2 separate regions of the Ovis aries genome follow, and region 1 is linked to region 2. A link is a contact called in public Hi-C data. All regions are on one chromosome and are shown on one strand. Each heading gives the region's core, a stretch centred on a gene start, on an enhancer-like site or on the middle of the called end of the contact. The rest is flanking DNA. Distances are from core to core; before and after follow the strand shown. Region 1 has its middle 16 kb from the start of ZNF32. Region 2 holds the start of CXCL12 (C-X-C motif chemokine ligand 12).

Region 1 (7,025 bases), core at 3,395-5,894, 620 kb after region 2:
AGAAAATAATAGCAAATGAAGCAACTGACAAAGAATTAATCTCAAAATATACAAGCAACTCCTGCAGCTCAATTCCAGGAAAATAAATGACCCAATCAAAAAATTGGCCAAAGAAGTAAACAGACATTTCTCCAAAGAAGACATACAGATGGCAAACAAACACATGAAAAGATGCTTGATATCACTCATTATCAGAGAAATGCAAATCAAAACCACAATGAGGTACCATTTCACGCCAGTCAGAATGGCTGCAATCCAAAAGTCTACAAGCAATAAATGCTGGAGAGGGTGTGGAGAAAAGGGAACCCTCTTACACTGTTGATGGGAATGCAAACTAGTACAGCCACTATGGAGAACAGTGTAGAGATTCCTTAAAAAACTGGAAATAGAACTGCCTTATGACCCAGCAATCCCACTGCTGGGCATACATACCAAGGACACCAGAACTGAAAGAGACATGTACCCCAATGTTCATTGCAGCACTGTTTATAATAGCCAGGACATGGAAGCAACCTAGATGTCCATCAGCAGATGAATGGATAAGAGAGCTGTGGTAGATGTACACAATGGAGTATTCCTCAGCCATTAAAAAAAAAACATTTGAATCAGTTCTAGTGAGGTAGATGAAAGTGGAGCCTATTATACAGAGTGAAGTAAGCCAGAAAGAAAAACACCAATACAGTATACTAATGCATATATATGGAATTTAGAAAGATGGTAAGGATGACCCTGTATGCGAGACAGCAAAAGAGACACAGATGTATAGAACAGTCTTTTGGACTCTGTGGGAGAGGGTGAGAGTGGGATGATTTGGGAGAATGGTATTGAAACATGTATAATATCATATGTGAAACAAATCACCAGTCCAGGTTCGATGCATGATACAGGATGCTCGGGGCTGATGCACTGGGATGACCCAGAGGGATGGGATGGGGAGGGAGGTGGGAAGGGGGTTCAGGATGGGCAACACGTGTACACCCTTGGTGGATTAATGTTGATGTATGCAAAACCAATACAGTATTGTAATTTGCCTCCAATTAAAATAAATAAATTTATATTTAAAAAACTATGTGTTTAGCACCTTCAATGTCCCAGATATTATTCTAAGCCAATGCAAAAAAAAAAATGTCTAACCTCATGCAGTTTACATTCTAGTAAGAATAAGCAATAGACAACAAATAGGCAAATCATACAGGATGCTGGAAGGGATAAGCAAGCACTATAGTATACGAAATAAAGCAGCACAAAGGGAGAGGGGAGAAAGGTTGAGCATTAAGGAGAGCCAAATTGGACCTCATGGAGAAAACGATATCTAGGCAAAAGCTCGAAGGAGAACATCTGGGGAGGAATACTCCAGCAAGAGTTACCCTGAAGCATGAACCTGCTTGATGGATACGTGCCTCGTGTCCCAGAGGAACAGCAAGGAGTCCATGGGGGAGAGACTGGAATGAGGGAGGATCAGAGGGTCACAGAGATGCAGGAGCCGGACTGTGGAAGGACGTCAGGATGCAGAATGGACTTTAGCCTCTGTTCTCAGGGAGCTGAGAGCAATTGCAGATTTTGAACGTAAGAGGTCCTTGAGTGCTCTGACATTTTAAAAGGATCATTCCAGTTGCTCCATTGAGAGGAGGCTATAATACAGCAAGGGTGAAGGAGGGGAATCTATTTAGAAGCTCTTAGAATAATCCTTAGGAATGAAGTAGCAGTGTCTTGTACTAAGTGGCAGCAGAGGAGGAAGTAAGTGGTTGGATTTAGAACTTCCGTTTTACATTTTTTTATTGTGGTAAAATACATATAAAATTTACCATCTTAACCTTTTAAGTGTACAGTTCAGTGGCATAAAAACATTCATATTATTGTGCAACCATCACTATCATCTATTCCCAAACTCTTTTTATGTTGCAAAACAGAAATTTGGATATCTTTTGAAAGTGAAGACAACCAGGCTTCATGACAGATGGTGCATCTTTGATCCTATAAGCATATCTATTTCGAACAGAATGTGGCCCAGGAAGTCAACTGCTGGGTTGCGGAAATTACTTTCACTGAATTGGTCTGTTGAAGATGTTTCTATAGAGAACCCAAGGGCTTCAAGTTTAGGTTTTCAGAGTATGGCTACCTCTTGTGTACATCCAACTCCACCTGATTACCCAGAAGGTCATGGAGGCTCTCCCTTACACTTTGTTAGAAATCACCTGAGAGTTCATGTAGGGTTAAGACACAGTGGCGCTAGAGGTAAAGAACCCGCCTGCCAATGCAGGAGACATCCCTGGGTCGAGAAGACCCCCTGGAGAAGGAAATGGCAATCTGCTCCAGTATTCTTGCCTGGAAAATTCCATGGTCAGAGGAGCCTGGCGGTCTACTGTCCACGGGGCCACAAATAGTCAAAGGTGACTGAAGCAACTTAGCATGCACAAGACACCAGCAGATGCTCAAATCTGTCACCAAAGGAGTTGGAAAGGCTGGCTGTCTTCTGCTGGGTCCAGGAGTCATGGCTGGTGTATGGCCAGACAGGGATACTGAAACAAAAACCCATCTTTGCAACTAGGGCTATAGCAACTGCAGGCAGGCCTCGGGCTGAGGAGAAATCACTTTCCCCAAAAACATTGCTCCCTCTGGATTGGGTATTTATGGCCTGGAATAGGACCCATAACCTCCAACTCCCAAGGTTCTCCAGAACCCACCATGCATCAGCAGCCTCTGGGTCTCCTGCCCTATTCTGGCCCTGGCTCACTGTCTGCTTAGGTATGCACACCCAAAAATACAGTGATAACTTGGAGCCAATGCAAGTCCCATAGGACTAATCCAGGGGTTGGCAACACTTTTCTGTAAAGGGCCAGAGAGAAATAGTTGAGGTTCTGTGGCATCTGTCGCGACTCCTCAGCGCTGCTGTTGTGGGTCAGAAGCAGCTAGAGTCCATATGTAAACAAATGAGCATGGCTGTGTGCCAACAAAGCTTCATTCATGGATGCTAAAATTTGAATTTATATAGCTTTCTCGTGTCTCAAAATATCATTTTCTTTTTATTTTTCTTCCAACCATTAAAAAATATAAAAACCATCCTTGTCTTTCTGGCCAAACAAAAACAAACAGTGGCAGGACTGGCTCATCAGCCGTAGTTTGAGAAACTCTGGACTAAATCATGTGTCTTGAAGAGCCTTTGTGGCCACCAAGACAATCCTGAGGACCAGACCTCACTGCCCTGGCCCCATCTGGCTGTGGTGGAAGGGAGGCCCTGGCACCCTGCTCCCTCAGCTGGGCACCAAGGTGCAGGTCTTGCTCATGGTGGCCATCTTTCTGCTATGGCACCAGCTCAGATGTAACAAGGGTACATCCAGTAATAATTCAGAGATGCCGCACAAATGAGAACAAGGCGCCTGCTCTTCACGACACTTTCCTGCCATCTGCTGGAAACTCATTATAGTAATAAACAGACCCACCCAGATCATGAATTAGAACAGCAGTCATTTCAAGTTTTGCGATGCTCATTTGCTCAATTTAAGCAGTGGCCCTGCGATTGGGAAATACAGAAGGGGAAGCAACTAACTCACAGGAGTCCCAGAAGATGTCACACAGATGGCAAAAAGATCTCTGTTCCACAGCTCCCTTTCCTTTCTGGAAAGGAAGAAAGGAAAGAAGAGACCTCATTGCTGTTCTCGTTCAGTGTCTGAAGGATTCACCTGCGATGAAGGTCTTCTACAGAAGGTCCTTCTCAGGTAAATGGGAATCCTATCAACTTGCCTCCAGAGACCCTGGAGAGACAGAGAGAGGAAGAGCCATCAGCCTCGACTGATGCCAACTCGAGCATATTGCATGACAGTCCTTCTAAGCCACAGCCAGTCCACACAGCACTGAGGTTCTATTAATTCTGAAAAGACTTGGTGCAGAGAGCCAGAAGAACTTGAAGCTTACCTTTTTCACTGACCTTGGGCCAACACTCAGCCTCCTCCTGCCTTGGTTTTTCTGTTCCTTTTTTGTTCCGCAGCAACAAGATGTGGCTGTGCCATAGAAGCTATGTGACAGTGCGATGGCCACCTTTTGCACAGCATCACTATTAGGATGTGCGACCCCCTGACCCAAAGGCTGGAGTGAGAGCAGGAGGTGAGAGGAAAAGAGCTGGCTCTGCTCGTGTAAAGTGTAATAGGAAAAGCACGAAACACTAGAAGGTAGTTGCTAACACGGCTCCAGGCTTTCAGGACTTAGCAACAAATCCCAGGTGTCGAAATGAAAAGGGAAAAGGGTCAGATAATGAGATATTTTCAAAGACTATAGGGTCCACCATTCCAAATTTAAAACCAAAACCTTTGCCATTTACTCTAGGGGAGCAGGGAAAGAAGACACAGGGGGCAATTTATTTCTCCTGCCCCCAAGTCTCTGGACATCTGCAGCACTCCCAGGCAGGTTGTGAGCCAGGTCAAAGTTCCCACAGCAACACAGGTGTGGGCACAGTGAAGGCTTGGGAAGCCTAAGGTGCATGTCAGCTGGAATTCACAGGACCTGGGATGCAGAGAGCCCCTTGTCAGGCCAGGGGTAGGGGTCAAGCAGAAACTGCAAACACAGACCCAGATCTGGTTACTCAACTGTCCAAGGAAGAGCCAGCAGATTCCAGTGTTATGACAGCTGCACAGGGCAGCTCAGCACCAGCACTCAGTGCAGAGACAATGGGTCCTTTGTGGGCAGAGGCCGGTGTGGGGGATGTAGCGTGAGCACTCTCCAGGGCCTCAGGAGGGAAATGCTGCGTGCGGAGGGCTGAGTGTTGTGGCTCACCCAAGCCCATGTCCACCATGAGTGTCAAGGCCCTTGATCAGCTTTAACAGCTAGTTTTCATCTCCTCATCTCCTGACTAAACTTCCATGTTGAAGCTTCTATCTAGGAATATGAGGTTTCTCTGGGAAGACATGTTGTGAAGACCGCCTTATTTGCGCACAGGGCATTCCGCAGAACACCTGTGGCTCAGAAAGCACAGGCCAGTGTTCAATCCATTCTGATCCACACAGGAAGGGAGGAGCCCCCACCTGCTCACCCATCAGCACTTCCCTCGCAGCCGCCCCCAGGCTACCACGTGTGCAGCGGTGGCCAGGCCTGTTCCTCCCAGCTGTAGTCAACCCAAGGGCGAGGCGAGGGCGCTTCACATATAAAACACCTGCAAGTTTCAACCCTGAAATGGCTGAGCCATCACTAAGTAGGCATAAAATGGAAAGAAATTAGATTGGAATCATGGAAAATACTTACATTTCTTTCATGCCCAAGTCTAACTGGGAGCTGTGGACCACTACAAAGGCATTTCCCCCTGATCTGCGAGTCTGTTTAATCAGCACCCTCAAGCGGCGGCATCAGGAGGAATCCACCTCCCCAGCCGTCTCCCCCAGGCCGGACCCCACCCGCGCTCTGGATGTCACATCCACGTGAGGAAGTCCAAAGAAAGGTGAGCAAGCAAGTCCCGCTGGATCCGCTTGATCCTAACACATGCTGTTGCTTTTTAAAAGAATTCCTTCGGGATGGAATGATTCTGCTTGGAAAGTCAATAAACTTCAGTTCATAAAGACAGACAGTGCGTTCCAAACCTTTTCAGTGATTCTGCAGTGTAAAGCCCAGTGCAGTCAGGAAGTTCAGTTCAGTTCAGTTCAGCTCAGTCGCTCAGTCGTGTCCGACTCTTTGTGACCCCATGAACTGCATCACACCAGGCCTCCCTGTCCATCACCAACGCTCAGAGTTCACCCAAACCCATGTCCGTCGAGTTGGTGATGCCATCCAGCCATCTCATCCTCTGTCTTTCTCTTCTCCTCCTGCCCCCAATCCCTCCCAGCATCAGGGTCTTTTCCAATGAGTCAACTCTTCCCATTAGGTGGCCAAAGTACTGGAGTTTCAGCTTCAGTTCTTCCAATGAACACCCAGGACTGATCTCCTTTAGGATGGACTGGTTGGATCTCCTTGCAGTCCAAGGGAGTCGCAAGAGTCTTCTCCAACACCACAGCTCAAAAGCATCCATTCTTCGGCGTTCAGCTTTCTTCACAGTCCAACTCTCAAATCCATACATGACCACAGGAAAAACATAGCCTTGACTAGATGGGCCTTAGTCGGCAAAGTAATGTCTCTGCTTTTGAATATGCTATCTAGGTTGGTCATAACTTTTCTTCCAAGGAGTAAGTCTCTTTTAATTTCATGGCTGCAGTCACCATCTGCAGTGATTTTGGAGCCCAAAATAATAAAGTCTGACGCAGTCAGGAAAGAGCTTCCTAAACGTGCCTGCCCTGCCCCCTGCTGGAAGCTTCCAGGAAAGACGCGTCGCGGTCCACAGCGGGCCCTTTTGCAGTCGTCAGGGCGCCCGGCGAGCAGAGGGCTCAGAGCCTGCCCGGCGTCCGCGCTTCCACTCCTAACGTATCTGTCTTTATAAAACACTTGCTAAGCGGTCTTCTAAGTAACATCGTTCTTAATTCTTGGAAATCACTGTGTGACAGACGCTCACATGGGCTCAGCGAGCTCTTCTGGGACCCTCCACAGTGCCTACGGACTACAAGATGTCCAGAGGGCACACCAACTTGCCAACTGTGGGCACCAAATCTGAACCAAGAGGCTGCTCAAGGAGGTGATTTGTGTCTCTGTGTGGCAACACGTGCTCTGCTGCTTCTGGGGTCTGCTGTGGCTACCCCTTTTCCATCCACTGCCATATAAGCTGAAGAGACTTCCAGGCAGGGAAGGGCTCCAAGGTGACTTCTGGCCACAGGGAGTCTCTGAGATCAACTTACTGGGCGGATCCAAAATCTCTAAGTGGGCAGGAGTACCTCTAAGGGACCTCCAGAAGGGAGGGGCAGCAACCGAAGCTGCCGCAACCAGAGAGGAGTGTAAAATTATCCTAATTGGGAAGGGGGGGGGGGGGGGGGGAGTAGGCTTTAGAATACCACCCATTAAATTGCAAATATGAAGCATCTTAAATGTTCAACAGTGGTTATGTTATCATTAATAATATCCATTTGATTGGATGGACAATTTTTATTTACCACTATGACCACATTGTGCCTTTAATA
Region 2 (7,340 bases), core at 1,887-4,386:
TTTATTTATTTTCAAACTTCAGATCTTTTTGTATCACTGATGTTTTGCTCTTTCCCTAACCACCTATACCACTGACTGCTTTGCTGGTTTAAATCTATTTTTTTTTAACTTAAATCATATATTTTAAAATGAAATGTCTTGAGCGATATCTGAAATGTCTGCTTTAAGGTGCTAGTTATACTTTTTTCTTATCACTTTAAAAATAAATATATAAATCCATGGTTTTTAAAATAATGTTTTCAGAGTACTACCTAAAGTCACCTTGATGGTTTCACACTGGGAAACAATGATTGGGTGCCAACCTTCAACCCTGTGCTAAGGTCGTCCTCCAAAAACCCTGCCACTGAATTCTGAAGGTATGAACAGCCCAGGCTGGGCAGAGAGCCACAGGGAGGCTCTAGACCCACCAGGGGTCCAGAGCCCATAGCCTTGGAGATATATCTGTCTGTTAACTCAGCAGCCAGACCCCTGGCTCCTTCTAACCTTGAACTCCTCTTGACTGGGGTGTCCTTGAGGAGCTGAGTTCTGAGTGCTGAGTGTGCGTGAGGTCTCACAGGGAAGGCGGCATTGCTTTGGGCCTTGATAGGAAACCGAGTTTCCCGGCAGAGAAAGAAGGTGGAGCCTTTTATGCAGAGATGGTGTCATAAGCAAAGGACAGAGAAAGGGTGGTGTGCCCTGCTGCCTTGACTTTGGGAGGCTTCCCTGGGACAAAGCACAGAGCCCAGGTTAAAAGGGCAGACAGTCTGACGTCCCTGGTCCCCAGAGTGTTGACTTGCACAGAGGTTTAAATTTAAATAGCTTGCCAGCTTATAAACTGGACGTTTTACAGACCCTTGGCTTCCCTACTTAAAAGTCCAATCACTCCCCTTCCTTCTGGTTCACTCTTTCCCTTGATGATTTTCTATAGATGATGCGCGCAGTTACTTACCTGAAGCGCCCATTTTCTTCCCCCCACCTCCCAGGATGTAAGCTCCAGGAGGGCAGGGGTTTGGGTTGTTTCGTTTGTTTGTACTTGCTTTACTAACATATTTCAAGCACTTATTCATGTCTGGAACATAACAGGTGCTCAGGAAGAACTGTAATGAATCTAGAGGAAGTGAAGGGTCAGTGATGTCTGTCCACACTGATGCCTGTTCTGGGATAGCGGGAAGCGGCCAAGCAGAAGGCCCTAGTTTCCCACCAGTCCCCGCGGATCCCTCCCAGTGACTCCCTTAAACTCTGGGAGCAGCTATCGATTTTGTGACAAAAAGGAAACAAGCAAGAGGCTTTTACATTGGCTTTGGCCAGTGTTGCAGGTAAAACTCTACCCGCGCATCTCTCGCCGGGCTCTAGGTCCCATGATGGGCCCCTAGGCCCCCGCCGTCCGATTAAGACTGAGCCTTGTAGCTTCAGCAGTCTGCTCAGGGATCTGGCGCCGGGTCCACTCGGGCACCAGGGGCGTGGGGCAGGGGTAGAGGGGAAACGAGAGTCATCGTCACCAGAGGGCGCCCAAGCCCGGCCGCTGCGCTCTGGCTTGTCCGCAGTCGGCTGGGCTCGGGAACTTGGAGATGATCCGCTCCAGCTTTCCCGAGAGGAGGCGATGGCCGGCCGGGGGTTGCCCGAGGACGGTATTATCCGTTGGACTGGTAATTCTTTAAGGGCAGAGACCAAAATCAGTGAGAGTCCTGGCTCAACGCCCAGTACCCAGAAGTGAGCTCGTCCGGGAGCGAGCGAGTGAATGAATGAACACGGATTCACGGGGCAGCAAACAGGGCGCGACAGTAGTTAGGAAAAAACAGAACAAAAGACACCCATCCCCACGACGGGACTCCTGGAGCTCTCGCTGTTTCTTGCTGATTTCTCCTTCCCTTGGCCCCCAGTCCGAGCAATTGAGCCCAGGGCCGGCAGGCCCCGCCCACTCCCCCAAGGCCCGAGATTCGGGGCTCCAGAGACTTGTCCCCACCGAGCAAGCGCCCCTTGGATGGACGCCGGGACAGAGTCCACTCCGCTGTCAGGTTACAAGGGAAAGAGCAGACGGAGCTGGCCGGGGAGGCGTGTGATCACTAGAGAGGATCAAAAGGGCGCTTTTCTCACCCCCGCGCCTTGCAGACCGCCTGCTTGGACCCCTGTCCACTTCGGGACCTTCTCATGTGTCCACGCTGGGGCGCAGCAGCCTGCTGCGGGGCTGGACACCGCCGAGGGACGACCCTATTGGTATAGTCTCTAAACCAGAAAGAACCACCCCAGGAGCACCGTCCTGGATGTGGGGAGGAGAGGAGAGTTCTCTCATCGTTTCAGGTGGTAAGAACATCCGACGGGAAGAGGGAGAAAATACAGAAGTGCGAACAGTTATTTCTGGATTACATTTCTTGAGTGCTGACTATGTGTCAGGCTGAATGCTGAGCACTGCGCGGTGGTCTCAAGTCAATTCCCACAGTTCCCCTTCGCAGGGTGGAAACTAACCCATTTCTCAGTTGAAGAGCAGGTGCAAAGGGCTGAATAAATGCATGGTTACTAAAAGCCTCTGGGGCGAACTGGCATTGCTTCCTTTTGACACAGTATTCTATTTTAAAGCTTCAACTTCATGCTTTAGGAAACTGAGACTCGGCTAAGACATAAGCGATAGCTTCGGCTTGGAATAAGAGAAGCTCTGATGCAAAGACCAGTTTGGTTCCCTTGGTTCCAGTTTACCCGGCCGCAGTGCAGCAAGCCGAGGCCGGTGGTCACTTCCAGGTCCTACACTCCCCAGATAGGACGCTATTAGCCTACTCAGGCCGCCACTGGCCTAGCTGGCCCTTCCCTCTAGGGCCGAGCTGTTTGTTTTCCCTCGGCTCTCACTCAGTTCCAGCCTCTGGGACTCAATCTCTCCATCTGCATACTGGGAACAGTTACCAGCCCTGTCTCCAACCCTCCCTGGGCACTGGCTTCCTCTGTGCAGGTCAGATTTCCAAAGCAGGACCCAGCGCAACCGAGAGGTCAAAAACTGGAGCTCTCCGCAGTCCCGGGAGCATCCAGCGCTGGGGCAGGGGTGGGAAGGGAGGGGACAGGGGGAGCGGCCGGCTGGGAGGGGACTCCGGTCCAAGCCCCCTGCCGCCGCCGGGACTCAGCTCCAGGCCCGCCCCTCGCCGCGCGCCCGCCCCGCCCCGCTCTCGCCTCTAAAGCGCCGGGCGCGCGCCTCCCGCTGCCGCACTTTCACTCTCCGCCGCCGCCTCCCCGCCGCGTCCGGCCTCCGTCCGTCCGCCGCCGGCCAGTGCCATGGATGCCAAGGTCTGCGTCGTGCTGGCCCTCGTGCTGACTGCGCTGTGCCTCAGCGACGGTGAGTGCGCCCCGCCACCGAGGCGTGGGCAGGCGCCGGGCTCCGGGCTCGGGGAGGGGCCCCGGCTCTGACGCCCCGGCCCGAGCTGTCCCGAGCGAGCCCAGCCCGCGCCGCTGTGCACCCCGGAGGTTGAGGCAGCCCACCTCGCAGGGCGCACTCCCTCGGCGTACGGCGTTCGAAGTCCCCCCGTTCCCCAAGCGCCCCCCGCTCCGAGGCTTTGCTCCCCGCGACAGGGCTGGGTTCCGGGACCCGGGAGCAGCCGCCCGACCTCGGGCGGGCTGCACAGCGAGTTCGCGCAGGATAGTTGGGTGCGAGCGCGCCCTGGGCGCTGTCGGAGTCGGCGAGCAAGGGCGCAGAGGTGTGGAGCTGAACCGGGAGCCGCGGGTCCCTGGCCCTTGACCACCCACCTCCCAGATTAGCGCCTTCCCGAGCGCAGCTGAGTTTCCGGAGGCGAATGGGCTCCGAGGCCCCGCATCGCATCGCACTGGACATGCGATCTGCGGGTCGTGTTGGAGAGAGCGCTTTGCCAAGCGCTGTCTGGCACCGCGACTTGTTTGTGGTGGCGATGCGATCCTGTAAGCTGCGAGGTGTCCCATTCACGCGAGGCCTACCCTCTTTCTGCACCCACCTAAGTGGGGCTCCGCGGGCGTCTCGTTCCGAGCAGCTGTCGAGTTTGAGCCAAACGCCTGGCTGCGCTTCCATACCCGTAGTGCGGTCCGCAGACACGCGGCGAAGCTGGACGCGCACCCAGCCAGTGCCTTCCCTGCTTCTTCCTGGGGTTACCCAAGAGAGACCCAGGCGCCATTCGGGTCATGCATGCTCCTACCCAGTCCCCTAAGCACACCTGCAGACAGGCGGCTTTGTCACCAGCCGGCTGAGCTCTCTACCTCGAAGCGAGCTGAGCGCTGCTGCAAAATTCAATCGCCAGCGCCTTAGGCCACGGGGAAAGGTGGTGTCCCATTTCACTGTGAGAGGGAGAGAGCGTTTTTTCCCTTTTGAGGCTTAAGAGAAAACTCACTGTCCTGTTACAGGACACCACTGCTGCAAACCAAAATAAACCATTGCCTCTGAACACACAAAACAAAACCAAGTCAGCCCGGTCAGGCCCTGCTGGGAGTTCTTGGCTGTGAAGTTTCTAACCAGTCCTGCAGAGAGGGTTGAAGAACACTGAGATCTCCCTGCAGCTGAGGTCAGTCTGGGGGCTCAGACCCTGGAGCAGTCAGTTGGGTTCCCACAGAAGACCACAGGCTGCCTTCTCCATTGCTGGTGACTGACTACCTGGGAAGTGTTCCTTAAAAGTGTAGCAAGTTGCTGGTTAAAGCTACAGTGGGACTGTTCCCAAAGGGAAGTTAGATTGGTTTTTTTTGTTTGTTTTTTTTTTCTGTAAGGTGAAAAAGTAACCTAGCCTTTTCTTTACACAGTCCTGGCCCCAGGTCATGGGGAACGCTCTGGTTTGAGGGTGTTAACAATTGAGTGGTTTGGCGAAAGTGGAGGTGTAACCATCCAGCTGCTGGAGGAGGAAATGGTGCTTCCTCGCTGCCACCTCCCCTAGGGAACTGCAGAAATGACTGGAATGCAGGGACCCAGGTCTTGGAGTTCTGGGCTCAGCTGACCCTGGGGAACACGGAAGGAGTGGAGGCCTCGTTCACAGGCTCCTTCTAGCTCTGGGAGGTGTCGGTTGCTTGTCCACCTGAGTTGCCCTCTTGACAGCTGAGTGGCCAGGTCAGCATGGCCATGCGCTCCTTGCATGCCCAGGTCGGGAGGCACTCGGTGCCGCCGAGAGGCCGGGTGCTCACGCTGAGTCCCCATGTTTAGGCTCCGACTCTGGCTCCTACCCTCGTTCCATCGGCTGACCTCAGCCACAAAGCTGGGTCCCTGGATGCCCTGGGCTTCTAGGGGTTAAAGCCAGGCTGGGCCCCATTCCCAGGCCTGGTTGGAGGGGCTGACTCGGGGGCTCCTGTCTCTGCATTAGTGTGGAAGGATTGCTGCGGAGCAGAACCCAGTTCACCAGATGCCAGCTTCACCAGAAGCCAAGTTCACCCTACTCCTGCCTGGGTAACATCTGAGGCAGTCAGGCCTCTTGCCTGTACATATGCAAAACAGTTGGAAAAGTTAGTAATGTTGGTAAAAAGCTGGCAGGAAGGTCGCCAGGTGGACACAGCACCTAGCTCTCTTGGTGAGAAGGCTTGGGGCTCTGTCACTTTAAAAAACCCGTTGAAAGTCTCCACTTGATAGGCAGGCGACTGGGTCCTGGGAGCAAGAATGAAAAATTGCCTTTGAAGGAAATGGATAATCCCAGGGGGGTGGAGAGGGGAGAGGAGAAAAGAGAAAGCTTGTGTTTTGAGCTCAGAATGGGCTCTGATTTCTGGCCTGATCTCACTGCTTGGTTAATGGAGTCCAAGCCGTGTCTGGGGGACAGGGGCGAGGAGCAGCCCGCACCGTCCACAGCATCGCCCCGGCAGCCGTCACGCTGTGCACCTTCCAGCTTGATGCTCTGGGACTGGGATCAGTCCTGCCTCACCACTGGGACCCACGGCCTGGTTCTGCTCAGCTGGGACCTGGTCACAGGACACTCAGTGGGGGGACTTTGACTCATCCTTTATTCAGGCAGCCCAGCCCCCAGCTCCGGGCCACTTTCCCAGATGCTCTGGTTACAGAAGACTTGTGCAGGGACCTGGTGCCCTTGCTAAAAGCCCGGCCCTAGCAGTGCCTTTCTGGAGTCAGCCCAGGTGTGAACCTGAAGGCTGCTCCGGGCTCCCAAGGGCCACAGTCACTGAGCGCCTGGAAACCAGGCTTTTTGGGAGGGCCAGGTGGTCTGCTTACCCCTTGACTTGGTGGCCATGGCCTCTCTCAACTAAATTCAGCCTTTAGAAGAAAAAAAAACCAAAAAGTCCCTTGCTCATAAGCTTCCCCAGCTCTCTTGCCCCAAAGCATGGAACTTCAGAACCACCAGGAGGCTTCTGGGAGCTCTGTAAACAGGCAAACTTTAAAAAAAAATCTCTGGACTAAATATTCTCAGACATACATTTAATCCCTGATGAAAGGATCCACAAGTTCAAATAATCTGGGGTATTAAGTGGGGCTTGGGTGAAATCTGCAGAGAATGTGCATGCAGACACACACACACAAATCCTAGGATCCACTCCCCCCAGCCCTACCCGCCACCCACACCCACGCCACCCCCCACCCCTGCCCCCGGGCTGGCAGTTCTAGACTTACAGGGTGAGCTGTGGGTTCTGCAGGAGCCCTTTGCTGATTTACACTAATGAGTGTCAATTATGGCATTTTGCAAATTGGCGGATTGGCAAACAAAGATGGAATCCAACCCAGGAGGCTGGAGCATCCTTGTGCTGCAGCCCTGGGAGTGCGGGGGAGAAGGTGGGCCCTTGCCTGCCCTCTGGGGATTCCCAGGGAGGAAGCCAGTTGGGAACTCTTTTGTGGTTTGCCTGAGCTTAAGGTAAAAGTGAGGAGAGAGGACTGCAGGTGGGGGAGGGCAGCATTCCCAGGGACGCTGCAGTAGCTTCTCGGGGAGGAGGAGGGAGCAAGCCTAGAGCTCCTTCTTCCCTCTTGCTTTTCCTTGAATGGGGAAGTCTTTCTCAGTAGGCCCTGGAGGAGTTGATTTTGCAAAGAATCACTGGGAACCTCAGTGCCTTGGACTGAAGCAGTCCTCTCCTGTAATGCATGCCCTTTATCTTGAGATGCAGGAGCAGGAGGCTTCTCATGTTAGCTTCCCTACCCTCCTAGGGTCTGGCTTCCTCAGGTCCTTCTGGGTTCTTGCCTTGTTGAAGCTGAGCCCAAGCCCACTCAGAGCTCCCTGTGTGGCCCAAGGTGAAGGTCTCTGCCACGGGCACCCGTGACTCCTCCCATCGCTTCCCAGCAAACCACCACCTGATCCCGCGGCTGTAGACTCAGTCACCCTCGTATCCCCAAGGCCCAGCAGGGAAATAACAAGCTGCCTTGTTCTCATTGCCCTTTTCAGCCAAACCGGTCAGCCTGAGCTACAGATGCCCTTGCCGATTCTTTGAGAGCCATGTCGCCAAAGCCA

The links. A called contact is a pair of places that touch in the nucleus more often than the background predicts.
Region 1: a contact with region 2 is called in a Hi-C map of hypothalamus, with 8 times the contacts expected there. The contact joins the enhancer-like site here to the promoter of CXCL12 in region 2. A contact is called at or near these places in 10 of 16 Hi-C or Micro-C datasets (hypothalamus, liver, mesenteric adipose tissue and 6 more).

What each region holds. Positions count from the first base shown.
Region 1 is chr25:44,512,042-44,519,066 of ARS-UI_Ramb_v3.0, forward strand. No RefSeq gene overlaps it. Among named protein-coding and RNA genes, the nearest start is that of ZNF32, 16 kb to the right of the region's middle. Within about 2 kb of position 4,645, at least 8 of the 54 cell types and tissues checked have an H3K27ac peak or open chromatin away from gene starts, as enhancers often do. A contact at or near this core is called in hypothalamus, where this site is marked.
Region 2 is chr25:43,889,293-43,896,632 of ARS-UI_Ramb_v3.0, forward strand. CXCL12 (C-X-C motif chemokine ligand 12) reads left to right here and starts at 3,137. Exons shown (of 4, transcript XM_027962332.2): 1 at 3,137-3,295; 2 at 7,275-7,340. The coding sequence starts at 3,235. LOC132658636 (a long non-coding RNA gene) reads right to left here and starts at 3,091. Exons shown (of 2, transcript XR_009598522.1): 1 at 929-3,091.